Linked DNA regions of Oryctolagus cuniculus: all the other regions are linked to region 1. Evidence: chromatin contacts called from public Micro-C data. All regions are on one chromosome and are shown on one strand. Each heading gives the region's core, a stretch centred on a gene start, on an enhancer-like site or on the middle of the called end of the contact. The rest is flanking DNA. Distances are from core to core; before and after follow the strand shown. Region 1 overlaps PPP3R1 (protein phosphatase 3 regulatory subunit B, alpha). Region 2 holds the start of PLEK (pleckstrin). Region 3 overlaps PLEK (pleckstrin).

What was found. Hi-C and Micro-C count contacts between places; a contact is called where the count stands out from the background.
Region 2: a Micro-C map of ear pinna shows a contact between it and region 1, with 4 times the contacts expected there. The contact joins the promoter of PLEK here to the enhancer-like site in region 1. A contact is called at or near these places in 3 of 6 Hi-C or Micro-C datasets (ear pinna, psoas muscle and an unstated tissue).
Region 3: a contact with region 1 is called in a Micro-C map of ear pinna, with 2.4 times the contacts expected there. The contact joins two enhancer-like sites. A contact is called at or near these places in 4 of 6 Hi-C or Micro-C datasets (ear pinna, psoas muscle, skin fibroblasts and 1 more).

What each region holds. Positions count from the first base shown.
Region 1 is chr2:134,420,360-134,425,105 of mOryCun1.1, reverse strand. All of the region lies in intron 3 of PPP3R1 (protein phosphatase 3 regulatory subunit B, alpha), which reads right to left. Among named protein-coding and RNA genes, the nearest start is that of DNAAF10, 35 kb to the left of the region's middle. Within about 2 kb of position 1,900, at least 3 of the 8 cell types and tissues checked have an H3K27ac peak or open chromatin away from gene starts, as enhancers often do. A contact at or near this core is called in ear pinna, where this site is marked.
Region 2 is chr2:134,351,001-134,355,377 of mOryCun1.1, reverse strand. It overlaps PLEK (pleckstrin), which reads left to right and starts at 1,943. Exons shown (of 10, transcript XM_070069027.1): 1 at 1,943-2,433. All of the region lies in intron 2 of PPP3R1 (protein phosphatase 3 regulatory subunit B, alpha), which reads right to left.
Region 3 is chr2:134,314,465-134,318,804 of mOryCun1.1, reverse strand. The region is part of intron 1 of PLEK (pleckstrin); the gene reads left to right. All of the region lies in intron 2 of PPP3R1 (protein phosphatase 3 regulatory subunit B, alpha), which reads right to left. Among named protein-coding and RNA genes, the nearest start is that of PPP3R1, 36 kb to the right of the region's middle. Within about 2 kb of position 1,789, at least 3 of the 8 cell types and tissues checked have an H3K27ac peak or open chromatin away from gene starts, as enhancers often do. A contact at or near this core is called in ear pinna, where this site is marked.

The sequences.
Region 1 (4,746 bases), core at 651-3,150:
TGTGGCAAAAGCCATTAAAATAATATTTCAAATCTATTTTCTTCCTTTTGCTTTAAATACCTTAGAAATACTGCAATATTATTGATAGCTGTTCTGGATGAGTAGTTATGATTTTTCTCAGAGGCAAGGCAACATGCCTGTGAACACATTTACCTTGAAAATAAACAGCTTCTTAAAAAGCCCCTGAGGTACAATTTAAAGGCAAAGAGCTATCTAATCTTTTCCATTCATCACTATTCCTACAAACCTGATGCAGCTAAAACCCACCTTGAGATTCTTTATGCCAGTAAAATGTTAGGGATATACTATCTCTTCTCCAACCACTTCTCCATCTTCTCCCTTCTTTCTTTCCAGTAAGTATTAAAATAAGTCACACACAGGGCTGGCGCTATGGCATAGCAGGTGAAGCCGCCGCCTGCAGTGCCGGCATCCCATATGGGCGTTGGTTCGAGACCCTGCTGCTCCACTTCCGATCCAGCTGTCTGCTATGGCCTAGAAAAGCAGTACAAGGTGGTTCAAGTCCTTGGGCCTCTGCACCTGTGTGAGAGACCCAAAACAAGCTCCTAGCTCCTGGCTTCGGATTGGCGCAGCTCTGGCTGTTGTGGCCAATTAGAGAATGAACCAGCAGATATAAGACCTCTCTCTCTCTCTCTCTCTGCCTCTCCTTCTCTCTCTGTGTATCTCTGACTTTCAAATAAATAAATACATTAATTAATACAATAAAATAAGTCACACACTAAATACTCAGTACTTACTGGCTGAGGGGCTGACTGCACAATTTATAGAGTCTATACATAAATATCTAGTGTATTTAAAAATGGCTAGATTGGAAGCCAAGTCATAAATATTTTTTAAAGCCAAGATGTAGGGCCAACATTATGGAGTATCTGGGTGCTGGTTCAAGTCCTGGCTGCTTCACTTCCCATCTAGCTCCCTGCCTATGTGCCTGGGAAAGCAGCAGAGGATGGTGCATGTGCTTGGGCCCCTGCACCAACATGGGAGACCTGGCTGCTGGCCATTGGGCCATGTGCAAAGTGACACAGCAGATTACTATATCTCTGTGTGTGTTTCCCTCTAACTCTGCCTTTCAAATAAATTAAATTAAAAAAACAAATAAAGCCACAAAAAAGCTAGCTTTCAAAAACAAATGATAGGCCGGCACTGCAGCTCAATAAGCTAATCCTCCGCCTGCGGTGCCGGCACACCAGGTTCTAGTCCTGGTTGGGGCGCTGGATTCTGTCCCAGTTGCTCCTCTTCCAGTCCAGCTCTCTGCTGTGGCCCGGGAGTGCAGTGGAGGATGGCCCAAGTGCTTGGCTCTGCACCCGAATGGGAGACCAGGAGAAGCACCTGGCTCCTGGCTTTGGACCAGCGTGGTGCGCCGGCCACAGCAGCCATTAGGGGGTGAACCAATGGAAAAAGGAAGACCTTTCTCTCTCTCTCTCTCTCACTGTCCACTCTGTCAAAAAAATAAAAATAAAAATAAAAAAAATAAAAAACAGTACTTCTAGGCATTGAACAAAGTGACTTAATGAGTTGTCACCAAAAACTTGAGTAGTAGTTATTCAAGTACTTACATTTCCCAGCACTGTACACTAGATGTGTTGTAGGATATTCAAGTACTTTCTGATTCTACATGTAAGGGGCAAGCATTTGGCCTAGTGGTTAAGATGTGCACATCCCATGTAAGAGATCCTGGGTTCCACACCCAGCTCTAGGTCCTGACTCCACCTTCCTGCTAATATGAATCCTGGGAGGCAGCAGAGATGGCTCAAATGACTGGATTCCTGCCACCCACGTGGGAGACTCCTGGCTCAGATCCAGCCAGGGCTGATTCAGGTGTCTGGTAGTAAATCAGCAGATTGAATCTCTCTCCCTCCCTCCCTTTTCCTCTTTACCTCTCAAAGAGGGTTGGGAGGGATGGAGGACATGGCTTCAATGAGCCTTCAGCTCCCATCATCGAAAAACAAACAAAAGGGATCATTTTCCGAACACTTAGGATTGTACTCCCTTAAAAGAGATGGACAAGAACAAACAAACCTCACCCTCCTGACTCATCTTGTGACTCAGATACTCTTCCTCACATTTGCCAAGTTAAAACTCATGTTACTTTTCCATTTTTTCGAAGGATAGCTTTGGGAGAACTACCTTTTTTAATAACTGAAAATGCCTACATTTTCAATTTAAATTATGGTATTAAAATAAGAAATCTTATAAAGTCATATATACCGTTATCTAAAATTTAAGCAAGACAGTAAAATCTTAGATCTTCTAGTAGAGTTTATAAAATATGAAAATAATTATTAATAAGGAATTGATGGATTGCTTCCATAGAAAATTAATTAAAATTTAACCAAGGTAAATTGTTGAGATAGTGTCGGTCAATGCACTCTGAGTATTCTTAAAGAGGAAATTTAGAAGGTTACTCATTTTAACAAGAGATTTTAAGAATCTTATTAGTGTTAGAATACAAAATGACTACAAACTTGCTTTCAGACAGCTCATGTTTTTAATATTTTCTGTGGGACATATGAAAATTAGGGCTGTATAATACTAATAAAGGTAATATATTCATCTTTCAGAAGGAGAAATATAAATCATCTTCTTTTACTACATTTATGTATTTTTCTTATTCAGAGAAAAGGAATTTAAAACATTCCAAAATAGCAAAGAAGAGTCCTAAGCTCTGGGTCTTCAAGCACTGTCAATACATACACACCAAACAGTTATTCAATTGTTGGAGATAAAAGTAAAAAGAACTTGAGGGCCGGCACTGTGGCTTAGTGGGCTAATGCTCTGCTTGTGGCACTGGTTCATATCTCAGCTGCTCCTCTTCCAATCCAGCTCTCTGCCATGGCTTGGGAAAGCAGAAGATGGTGCACATGTTTGGGGCCCTGCATCCACGTGGGAGACCCAGAAGAAGCTCCTGGCTCTGGCTTCGTTGCACCCACTTGGAGAGTGAATCACAGATGGAAGACCTTTCTGTCTCCCTCTCTCTGTGTCTGTAACTCTACCTCTCAAACAAATAATTGAAACACACACACACACACACACAACTTGAAAATGAGACCTGACCCAGGATCAAGGTACAACTATTTTAGCAGATAACAGGGAACTACCCAAAGTTCCAGGTGTCTTTTCAGGGCAATTAAGGTGATTAATAACATCCTAAGACCCTGCAGTTTGACTCATACACCCCAGCAGCTTGGACCCTATACTCTAGCCAATCAATTTAAAAGGCATCAACCCCAAAGCCATTCAACCACTTTTACTAGGTCCATTCCCACCGCTGGATGCACTAATCAGTTTTTAGAGATGTTCTTTAAATTTCCCATGAAATGAGATGATTTGCTAAATGGTACTATAATGTACAGAATGTCTCTGGAAACCCTATAAAAAACCTGTCAACTGAAGAGTTGGGGCTCCCAATTCAAATCCACTGCGTCGATGATAGTTGAGAGCCCAGGCCTGGACCTGTAATAAAACTCTCATGTGTTTTACAGTGTTATCGGCTCCTTGGTAGTCTTTGGGGACAATCAAACTGGGCATAAGAGAAAAAAATCTAAAAAAACTTTTATTAGCTGATTTTGGGGTTTCTCAGAAAGAAGACATAAACAGAATGGCAGAAAAAGAAGCTTCCTCAAATTTTAGCCAATTCTTAATACACATACAGCAGAAAAGAGCAATAGTAATACTGATCCTTCAGGGAATCCTTTTTTTTTTTTTTTTTTTTTGAAAGACTTATTTATTTGACATGTAGAGTTACAGAGAGTGAGAAAGAGAGACAGAGAGAAAGGTCTTCCTTATGCTGGTTCACCCTCCAAATGGCCACAACGGCTGGAGCTACGCCAATCTGAAGCCAGGAGCCAGGTACTTATCCTGGTCTCCCATGGGGTGCAGGGCCCAAGCACTTGGGCCATCCTCCACTGCATTCCCTGGCCACAGCAGAGAGCTGGCCTGGAAGAGGGGCAACCGGGACTAGAACTGGCGCCCATATGGGATGTTAGTGCCGCAGGCGGAGGATTAACCTGCGGCGCCATGGCTCGGCCCCCAGGGAATTGTTTTACTAGCCATTTTATAAATAATTGATTACTCATTAATAGACCAATTAATAATTTAACAAAAAAAAAGCGAAGCCTTTTTAAATTCTCCTAGCAATATTTTGAAAGAAACAACCAAATGCATTATGAGGTCCTAGATAAGAGTTCTGCAAAAGAAAAGAACACTACAAATTTCACTAGCATTTTCACCAAAGAATGTGGTTTAATATTATTTTACCAATTTCAATTCCTTGATTTTAATAATGCACTACAATACAAATGTTAACATTAGGAGAAAATGGCTAAGAGATATTCTAGTCTACTTCGAGAATTCTAGTCTTGTGGCTTTTTTGTAATTTTTCTTCCTATTTTGTGACAGCTCTTAATTCTTTGTCTTTCATGATCTTGAAACTTTTGATCCAGTATCTTATGAACTGTTCCTCAGTCACCTGGGGCAAGAATACCTCAGAAATGATACTTGCATCAAGGAAGCTGATATTAATATGTGATGCCAACTTTGATCACTTGGCTAAATCTGTTTTTTCCTTTGTAGTTAAAAAATATCCTGAGATAGGGTGAGTGGTTGGTTCAGTGGTTAAAACACTGCTTAGGATGCTTGTGTTCCATATAGGAATGCCTAGGTTTCAGTTCCAGCTCTGCTTCCAATTCCAGCTTTGTGTCCTGGGATGGAAGGTGATGGCTTAAGTAC
Region 2 (4,377 bases), core at 694-3,193, 70 kb after region 1:
TTTCTTCACATGACTGACATGAATTTTAATTCTGCTGGCCATAAGATTTTTATTTTTTCTTAAAAAAAAAAGTAGTCTTTCTTGTCACCGAGTGTACTAGATTACAACTGTACTGTTTACAATTCTGAGTGGAATTATAGATAACAGTAAATTTGTTTTACATTAACTAGTTACAAATCATACAGATGGTGACAACTTTAATAAAATGGTAAAAGTGCAAAGACATTAAAAGGCTCTTTATAAATTTTAAGGTAGCCTTAAAGAGCAATTACCTTTACATCATATTCACATAAGTATCCAGAACAAAAGCCATATTATCTACTCCAACAAAATCCTGGTTCAGGGAGATTCCCAGGAGCTCAGAACTGTCAGATTTTTATATATGTACTCATAATCTTCCTCCTCTTGGTTGCTCCACAGTTTAAAACTCAAACTGGAGTGAAGGGACGGAAAGATTTTAACACACAGGAAAATGAGAACTACTTTTAAGGTAGCAACTATTGAAATGCTTGTCCAAAAAAAACAAATTCCTTGTGGAACTCAATTACGTCTTACAAACCCTCCTGCTTTCTCCTTACTTGAATTAATCAGTGATATTAATAAATTGATATTACAAAGTCTGTAGACAAAAATGTAAATATGTTCATTATACTAAGTTAATATGAAGGTTTCCCAAATGGAATGAAAATTTTTAGGACTGTACATTTAATTAACTGGAAAAACTAACCACATCATTCCAAAATCTAACTTATTTGAATTAATCAGTATCCTACATGGCAAAGTTCAGTTATGGGTATGGTCTTGATATTTTCAAACCAAAATAATCTTGAAGTTGAGAAGCTGCTGTCACCATGAATTATGTAGGTTCTGAAATAGTATTGCGAGGATGGAAGAGAAACATGCCAAGAATAAATCAGAGAACTGGAAAGAGGAATATAATAACCTAGAAGAAAACAGTATCATATGCTACATCTTAATTTTTTTTTTTAAATACGGAAACAATGAGTATGAGAAAGGTAAGAAATTTGAGAGCAAAGGAAGATTTCCCAAATTCAGTCTGTTGTTCAGAAATATGGAAGGGAGTACACAAGTAGAGAAAAAACTGTTTGGAAGCCAGCTCATTTTGCTATATAAGATACAAAAAAAAGGTCGGATCACTGTTACTCAAAATGTATCCTAAGTAAAAGCATTCACTGCAACCAACAAAGACCACCTATATCTTGATGTTCAAGTAAAATGTGTGCAATAAGTTCTGTTAAAGAACTAAAGTGAAAAAAAAAAATCCCTAACTTCCAGAGTATGCCAACAAAAAGACTGGCTCTGGTCTTAATAAATTGTTTTCTGTCACAGTCTAGGAAAGCCTAAATTTTGTGGCTTTGAGGACTGAAGTTGTGTCTGAGCTGTATCCAGACCAGAGCTGGCAGGGAAAAACATCCTGTACTCACCAAAATCACGAATCTTTGATTCAGTATGTTCTTAATCTGCATTCTCATTATGCCCACAAACTTAATCATTTGTCCTATATTTTAAATAAAAGTTGATTTAAATATTCTAATATCAAACTCTTCTTTCATAACCACCCCCGGATTGATTTTCAATTGCAATCAATAGAATTCCTCTCTTCACTAAGCCACCAGTAAATTCTGAAATAGCTAAGTCCTACCTAGAGGGTGGAACACCATACAATTAAAAGGTGCAAGAAACTGCGTCAAACTGTCTAAACATCTTCAGACAACTGTTCCAAGACTTTGAGAGACAGTGCACCAACCGAATTACACGTTCGGGTATCTGATATTCAGGGAACAGCACCGCGAGTTTTCTCTCCCACGTATGCAATTCTCGGTTACAAAGAGGAAACGACACGGGCTGCCCGGAGCGAGAGCACCGGCGCGGTAGCCGGCTAAAAGGGCGTCGTAGATTTCTTGGCTAGAGCCAGAGAGGCGGGAGACACACCCCTAGCGTCGGCCTGAAACACTACAGCAGCGAATTCTACCTAGGGATTAATGTGAGGGTAAGGAAAGACAAATTTAAATCGCCATGATTCAAAAACAACCACCCCGGGAGAGACCTACACGAAGGCCACGAAGCGGCTGAGAAACGCTCGCGGGTGGGGAAGCATTCCCAAGCCAGCATCGCCACCGCTCCGAGGCCGGGCTGGCCCGTGTTTTCGCGGCTCCACCTTGGACCTTTCCGGCTCGCCCGTGCACCGAGAGCAGCGGCGGCGACAGAAAGCCCCCTGCGGCTGCAAACAGCCGCGAAGCCACCACCGCCGGCAGAGGGGCAGGATTCCTGCCAAGGCTCTCGGCTCCCAAACGGGGCGTGAGTGGGAGCGAGAGCAGCTCCGCAGAGAAAGTGGGTCTTACATAAAGCGCCATTTGCCACCTATTATGATTTCCACCCGCTCACGGAATACCCTCCAACTTGCCAAACAGAGTAAGTCCGGGGGCGCAAGGGGGAGCTCCACAGAGAGAGGGAACGTGGGCTGCAGGGGACCCGCGCCGGGGCGGGGGCGGCGGGGGTCGGGACCCGGGCGACTCCCGGCGGCCGCCCGCGGAGACCCGGGGGCGGGCGCGGGGGTCCCCGGTGCAGCCTCAGGCAGGCCCGCCGTCCTGTCACGCAGCTGGCCCGCCGCCTCCGCCGGCCGCATGGGCCGGGCCTGGGTCTCTGGAATTTTCCAGCGGGGACAGCCGACGAGCGGCGTCGGAGCTCGCCCCCCGCCCCCGATCCCGATCCCGATCCCGTCCGCGGAGGGCGGAGGAGGGACGTGCACGGGAAGCCAAGGTCTCACCATTTTGCTCGGCGGGTCGGCGGCTCGCTCTTGGAGGAAGAGTGTCGGCGTTCGGACCAGCTCCTGCAGGAAGCGGCGGCGGCCCGGCGGCGGCCCTCGGGACGCCCGCGGGGAGGGGGTGCGGGTGGGGGAGGGGAGGCGGCGCCGCGGGGCCCGCGCCGGCCGGGTGACTGGGCACGCGAGGAAGCGGGCAGGGCCGGGGGGAAGAAATTAAGATCGAGATTTAGAGACAGAGAGCGCGGGAGAGGCGGCGAGAGGCGGGGAGGAAGGAAGGAACGGCGAGCGGGACCCAGAGGGCCAGGCGGCTCGGGGGCTGCTGCCTCGCGCTCGCTCCGGAGCCGTGACGGACTCACTGCAGTGGCTCGCGCTGACCCGCAACCTCAAGGCACGAAAAAAGGGGAGGGCGGGAGAGGGAGGGGAGGGCCGAGCGCAGCGGCGCGCGCGGGGCGGAGGGCGGGGGCGCGCGCGGGGCCGGCGGCGGGGCGGGGCTTCCACGAGCGCCGTACATCCGGGAACCCGCGCGCCGCCTCAGCGGCGGCCGCCGGGACGCTCTGGCGACTGCTGGTTGGGGAGCGCCGAGCGCGCGGACCACGTCCGCCCCTCCGCCTGCCGCCCCTTGCGTGCGTGCGGGGCGGAGAGAAGCCGGGGGCGGGGGCGCGGACGGCGGTGACGTCGCGTGGCGGAGCCCTTCCTGTCATGTGGCTGGTAGGCGGCCGGGGAGGAAGGCCTGGCATGGAGGGGAAGGAGGAAGTGCGCGGGTGCCCCCGGGAGGGCGGAAGCGCCTGGGGAGCGCGAGCAGCCCCCTGAGGGGACTTGGCCTGGCAGCGGGGGCCTGGTGGGGGAGGAGGAGCAGAGGAGTGGCCTCGCGGTGTCGGAACCGCCCGGACGCCGCTTTCGAAATCCTTGGGGCTAGAGAGACTGCAAAGTATCCTTGCGTGTGCGTGCGGGCGTGGACCCCCCCTTCAGAGACGCACGGCGCCCCCGGACTGTTGTCACCGGTGCTGCGACCCCAGGCCGGTCCCGAGCCCGACTGGCGAGGCAGCCGGCCGCAGCCCGCTCTCGCGAAGACCTTCCCGGCCAACTCGGTACTTTTCCTCCTAGTCTGCGAGCTGCCCCTGGCCGGGCTGCTGCAGCGTTTAATTTTGGAAAAATATGGCAAGAAACGTTGCCCACGCATCCCCTTTAGGAGTGTAGCCACCCTGATGGCAGTTACCTCCCCAGCAAACTCAGACTACAATAGACGTGCGGTCCAGAAAAGCACACGGAGAAAAGTTATGTTCGAGAGAGAAAGCAAGCTGGCAGGAGAGGTGTGATGAAAAAACAGCCTGCGACTATTTTAACTAGTTGTTCCTTTTGAAATGTTGACTCCGTGTGTGAGTGTGTGTGTGTGTGTGAGAGAGAGAGAACGAACGTTTTCTGGGAGCTCACTCCTTTTGATAAGTCCTTAGCCTAGTGTTGTAAGAGGCCATGGTGTTTTTAAAGGCAGTCTGTTCATGCTCCTTACAGGAGAACTTTATTCTGTTTTGTACTAATTGTTTTTCCACATGCTGAGCATGCGTCTTTTCTATTAAGGCTCAGTGCTGTACCCT
Region 3 (4,340 bases), core at 540-3,039, 110 kb after region 1:
CTTCTTGACTCAGACTAGCCACGATCACTTGCTTTGCCTGATTGTTCTCTCTCCTGAGCGATGGTCCTCCTACCTCCCCATCCTGTGGCCTAAGCTGGCAATCCGTAGCCGGCATCCGTGCCTTGCCCTTCTCTCTTGTCTTCTCACAGTCACGGACTTCACCACAGAGACTTCTCGTTTACCTCAATACAGCCCCCTCCCTCTCACCATCGCAGAAGCTTCTGTACCCATCTCCCTGCCTCCAAACTGCCACCAGGAAGATTTCTCTGTAACACAAATATCCTTCTGTCTCTCTGTGCTTAAAAAATTCCTCTAGTTCCCACTTTCTGCAGAGCTAAGCCTACGCTGTGTGTGTGTACAAAGCTTTTCATAGTCTGGCCCCAGCCCGTGCCTGTTTCCTCCTCCACTCTTCCCAGTGCTCCAGCCACACAGAATCGTGGCTTCCAGAGTGGATGGCATGACTTTGTAGGCCAGTGCCCTGCAGTACCTCGTGTACCCCTAAAATATGCTTTCTGTCTTGTCCTGATTAGATTCTACTCATTCCCCAAGAGGCAGCTCAGATGTCATAGATGAAGCTACCTCCAACTCCTACAGGCTCCTCCTCTATGCTTTCATATATTTCACTGTCCCCTTCTAGTATAGCCTTTATCATATTTAGTCATCATTATTTGACAATGGGCATTTTGATTACTTTTCATTACACTCCCATTACCATTTCCTGCATCCAGAGTACTTGGCACAAGAATGTTTGTTGAATGAATACATGAACATAAAAAAGGACTGCGATGAATAAACTCTAGGGCAGTGTTTTCTAAATTTTAGTACAAAAATCACCTAAAGTGCTTCATAACATGCAGATGCTCTGGACTTACTCTCTGTGGGACATTGATTTAGGTGAGCTTAGGAATCTACCTTTTCACAGGCATTCCAGATCATTCCAATGGCTGGAGAGATGCCCTCCCCATAAGGCTAAGCAAATTCCCCCCCAACCAGCAAATAATTTTTGCAAGGCAAAGAACATTGTTCTTGGAGGTGGTGTAGGCTGAAGAAGGTGTTTATGTCCATAGGCAGTCCCTGAAGGTGGTTGTTCTCAGCACTGCTGGGATTAAATAGATACCAGCCTAGGTCTGAGAAAACCACAGTGAAGTGAATACCAACAAGACTCTAAAGCATCAAATTCTGTGTACAAGGGCTGTACTGCTTCTTTTTCAGGACAATTGTCATCGACTCCCATGTGCTTGTTTAGTTAAAATAGTCACTATTTAGCCAGGCCCAAGCTGTTTTCATTAGAGTGTTGCATTTGTGTCAAGCTTCTCTTTGGAGATTCTCCAAGCATTTTAGCAGCTTCAAGCCTGTCTTCCCTCCTTCCCTGAGGGAGGAACAAGTACAAGTTCACGCCAACTCGTTAGAGAGGCATTGCTCAAGAGCAGCTCCTGGGGCACCAGATGCAGGCAGGAGAGAGTGGGCTCCTTCCCAGCCCTCTCCCCTCTGCTGTGTCTCATTTTCCCCACCCACCCTGCCAAATGCTCATTATTGTCTTCAGCAGGTGGCTTCCACCCCTGCCTTCAAGTCTGCTCAGACAGTTTTCCTCCCAAGATAGTTAAACTCCAAAAAGATTCACAGGTTCTAGACAGTGCAGAACTGCCAAGGACCACAGTAGCCAAAGCAAAGCCACCCTGTAATTAATCCAAGGGATTTTGCAGACACTGTGGTAAACATAGACTGGGCTGTGGTTCAGGAGGCTGAGCCTCTAGGCAGCAGATGTCCACCTGGCTCTCCCAGAGGTTCAGGGTGCCAACCTTAGCCACCTGTATATGCCTGTCCTCACCATGGCTCCTCATTCCTGTAACTTGCCTCCTGGTGAGCCCCCCTATGGGCTCTTCATCTTGCATGTTCCTGCAGACTCTGATTCCTCAGATCCAGTGAGGTTAACCCAATTGAGTTAACCCTGTTTTGGATTTGGGTATCTACTTCTCACACTCCACATTTGCCACGTTCTGCCTTCTCAATCATCAGCATACCAAGTTTTCAGCTCCCTGACTCCAGAGTTGATAAAGGCACCCTACACGGCCAAAGCAATATACACAGTACTCAAAACAGACCCTCTGAAGGAAAGAGGAGGGGACCACCTGGCAGCTACCCCTTGGGGAGTGTCTCTAGTAGTCTGCCCCTTGGGAATATTCCGTGATACTGTGTTAGCTTGAAGTAACACTTTGACAGTAGAGACTCCATTTTGGATCACCTGAGACTCCATCTTGAGAAAGCATTCCCCACCCCGCCCCCACCACGAGATTCTGGTCTGAAACTGTGATCTAAAGCATTCAGACAATAGCAGTCCCCTGCATCACACTTGGCAACCTGCATCACACTTGGCAAAGCATAGAAACCCCCTAAAATGATTGCTCAAGCTTAAAAACAGGCTACACCTGGGTTAATGATAAGATTGTAATTTGTCCATGTCCTGCATATGATTTAGGGCAATACCTGGATTAATGTCAAGATTAAGATAGTAACTGGTAATGTTAAGATAATAATTGATATTATTTTCACATAGGCTTTAGGTTAGCTTGACCCCAGTAACCATGTGTTCCCCCTGATCGTAGCAACCATGTATTTTCCTCCCGATTTTGTGGTTTTTGCCTTTAAAAACCCTATTGCTTTGGGCTTCAGGGTCGAGAGTTCTCTAGCACATGAGCCCGCTCTCCACTGCTGGCAGTGGTGCTCTTCTGTTTGCACTCACTTTGTACCTAACTCGCCTTGTATCTAACTTGCTACCTATAAGATAATCTAACCTTGGAGCTTGATTCCTTGCCTCATGGGCCACTTTGCCTGGTGTTTTCACGTTTGTTTGTTTTTAAGTAAACCAACAGTAAAGTTAGCTCCGTGTGCATGTATAGCTCTATGAGCTTTACTACTTGTTCAGATTCACGCAACCCTTGCCATTACCAGGTTACAGAAGAGTTCCATCACCCCTCATGCTACCCCCATGAGTGAATGCAAGCTTTATTTGAAAGCCTTAATTTCATAAAAACCTCCAGGGAAAGGTTAAACTCCATAGGTAAGTTAAGAAAGATAGCCTGTATGCAATTATCTGGAGGAATTTATCGTTTAATGTTGGATTACTGCTATAGAGTGAGGATAAATTCCCATAATACCAGCCCTAAATTGGTGCTTAGGTTGTCTTCTCTGTCAAATTTGGCTAAGCTGTTCCCTCCTACCCAGCCATGCAAGAGCTAGCTCAGAAAAGATCCAGGACCTGAATGACAGTCTGATGTTTTAAAATATTTATGTAAGGGGCCGGCGCTGTGGTGCAGTGGGTTAAAGCCCTGGCTTGAAGCGCCGGCATCCCATATGGGCATTGGTTCAAGACCCGGCTGCTCCACTTCAGATTCAGCTCTCTGCTATGGCCTGGGAAAGCAGCAGAAGATGGCCCAAGTCCTTGGGCCCCTGCACCCACGTGGGAGACCCGGAAGAAGCTCCTGGCTCCTGGCTTCAGATCGGTGCAGCTCCAGCCATTGTGGCCAATTGGGGAGTGAACCATTGGATGGAAGACCTCTCCCTCTCCCTCTCCCTCTCCCTCTCCCTCTCCCTCTCCCTCTCCCTCTCCCTCTCCCTCTCTCTATAACTCTTTCAAATAAATAAATAAATCTTTAAAAAAAATTTATTCAAAAGGCAGAGAGACATAGGAAGGAAGAGAGAGAGTGCATGTGCTCCCATTCACTGGCCAGGGCTGGGCCGGGGCAGAAGCCAGGAGCAGGTACTCAATCCAGGGATCCCACTAGAGTGGCAGGGACCCTGTTACTTGAGCCATCACTACTGCCTTCCAAGGCCTGTCTTGGCAGGAACATGAGACAGGAGCCAGAGCCAGGCATCAAACCCAGGCACTCTAATGTGGGCTGATTGGCATCTTAACTACCAAGCTAAACATATGCTCTGGAACCTAATGTCTTAAAATTATATCCATCAAACCTATTATTTGGGGGCATATCTAATATGAATTAAGAATCATAAAACTGTGGCCATGAAACTTCTGAAAATAGCTCTTGATGTGGTCATATTAATTACATTTCAAGGTGTAATCATCAGATTGAAGGAAGCCAAGTACCCCACACACATTCACACACATTTATCTACTTCACACCAAAACACAATCTGAAGGATAAGCTCAGCAAAGATCAAGACCTCAACTGGGATTTGAACCGGAAAAATGGTTTAGTATTTGACAATATATGTTTTTGTCAGAGAGAGTGACTCTCTGATAAAGGAAAAGCCAGCTGTTTACTTTGGAAAATTCATGATGCTACTGTGTATAGTGGGTTTGTTGAACTTTTTAGGACATT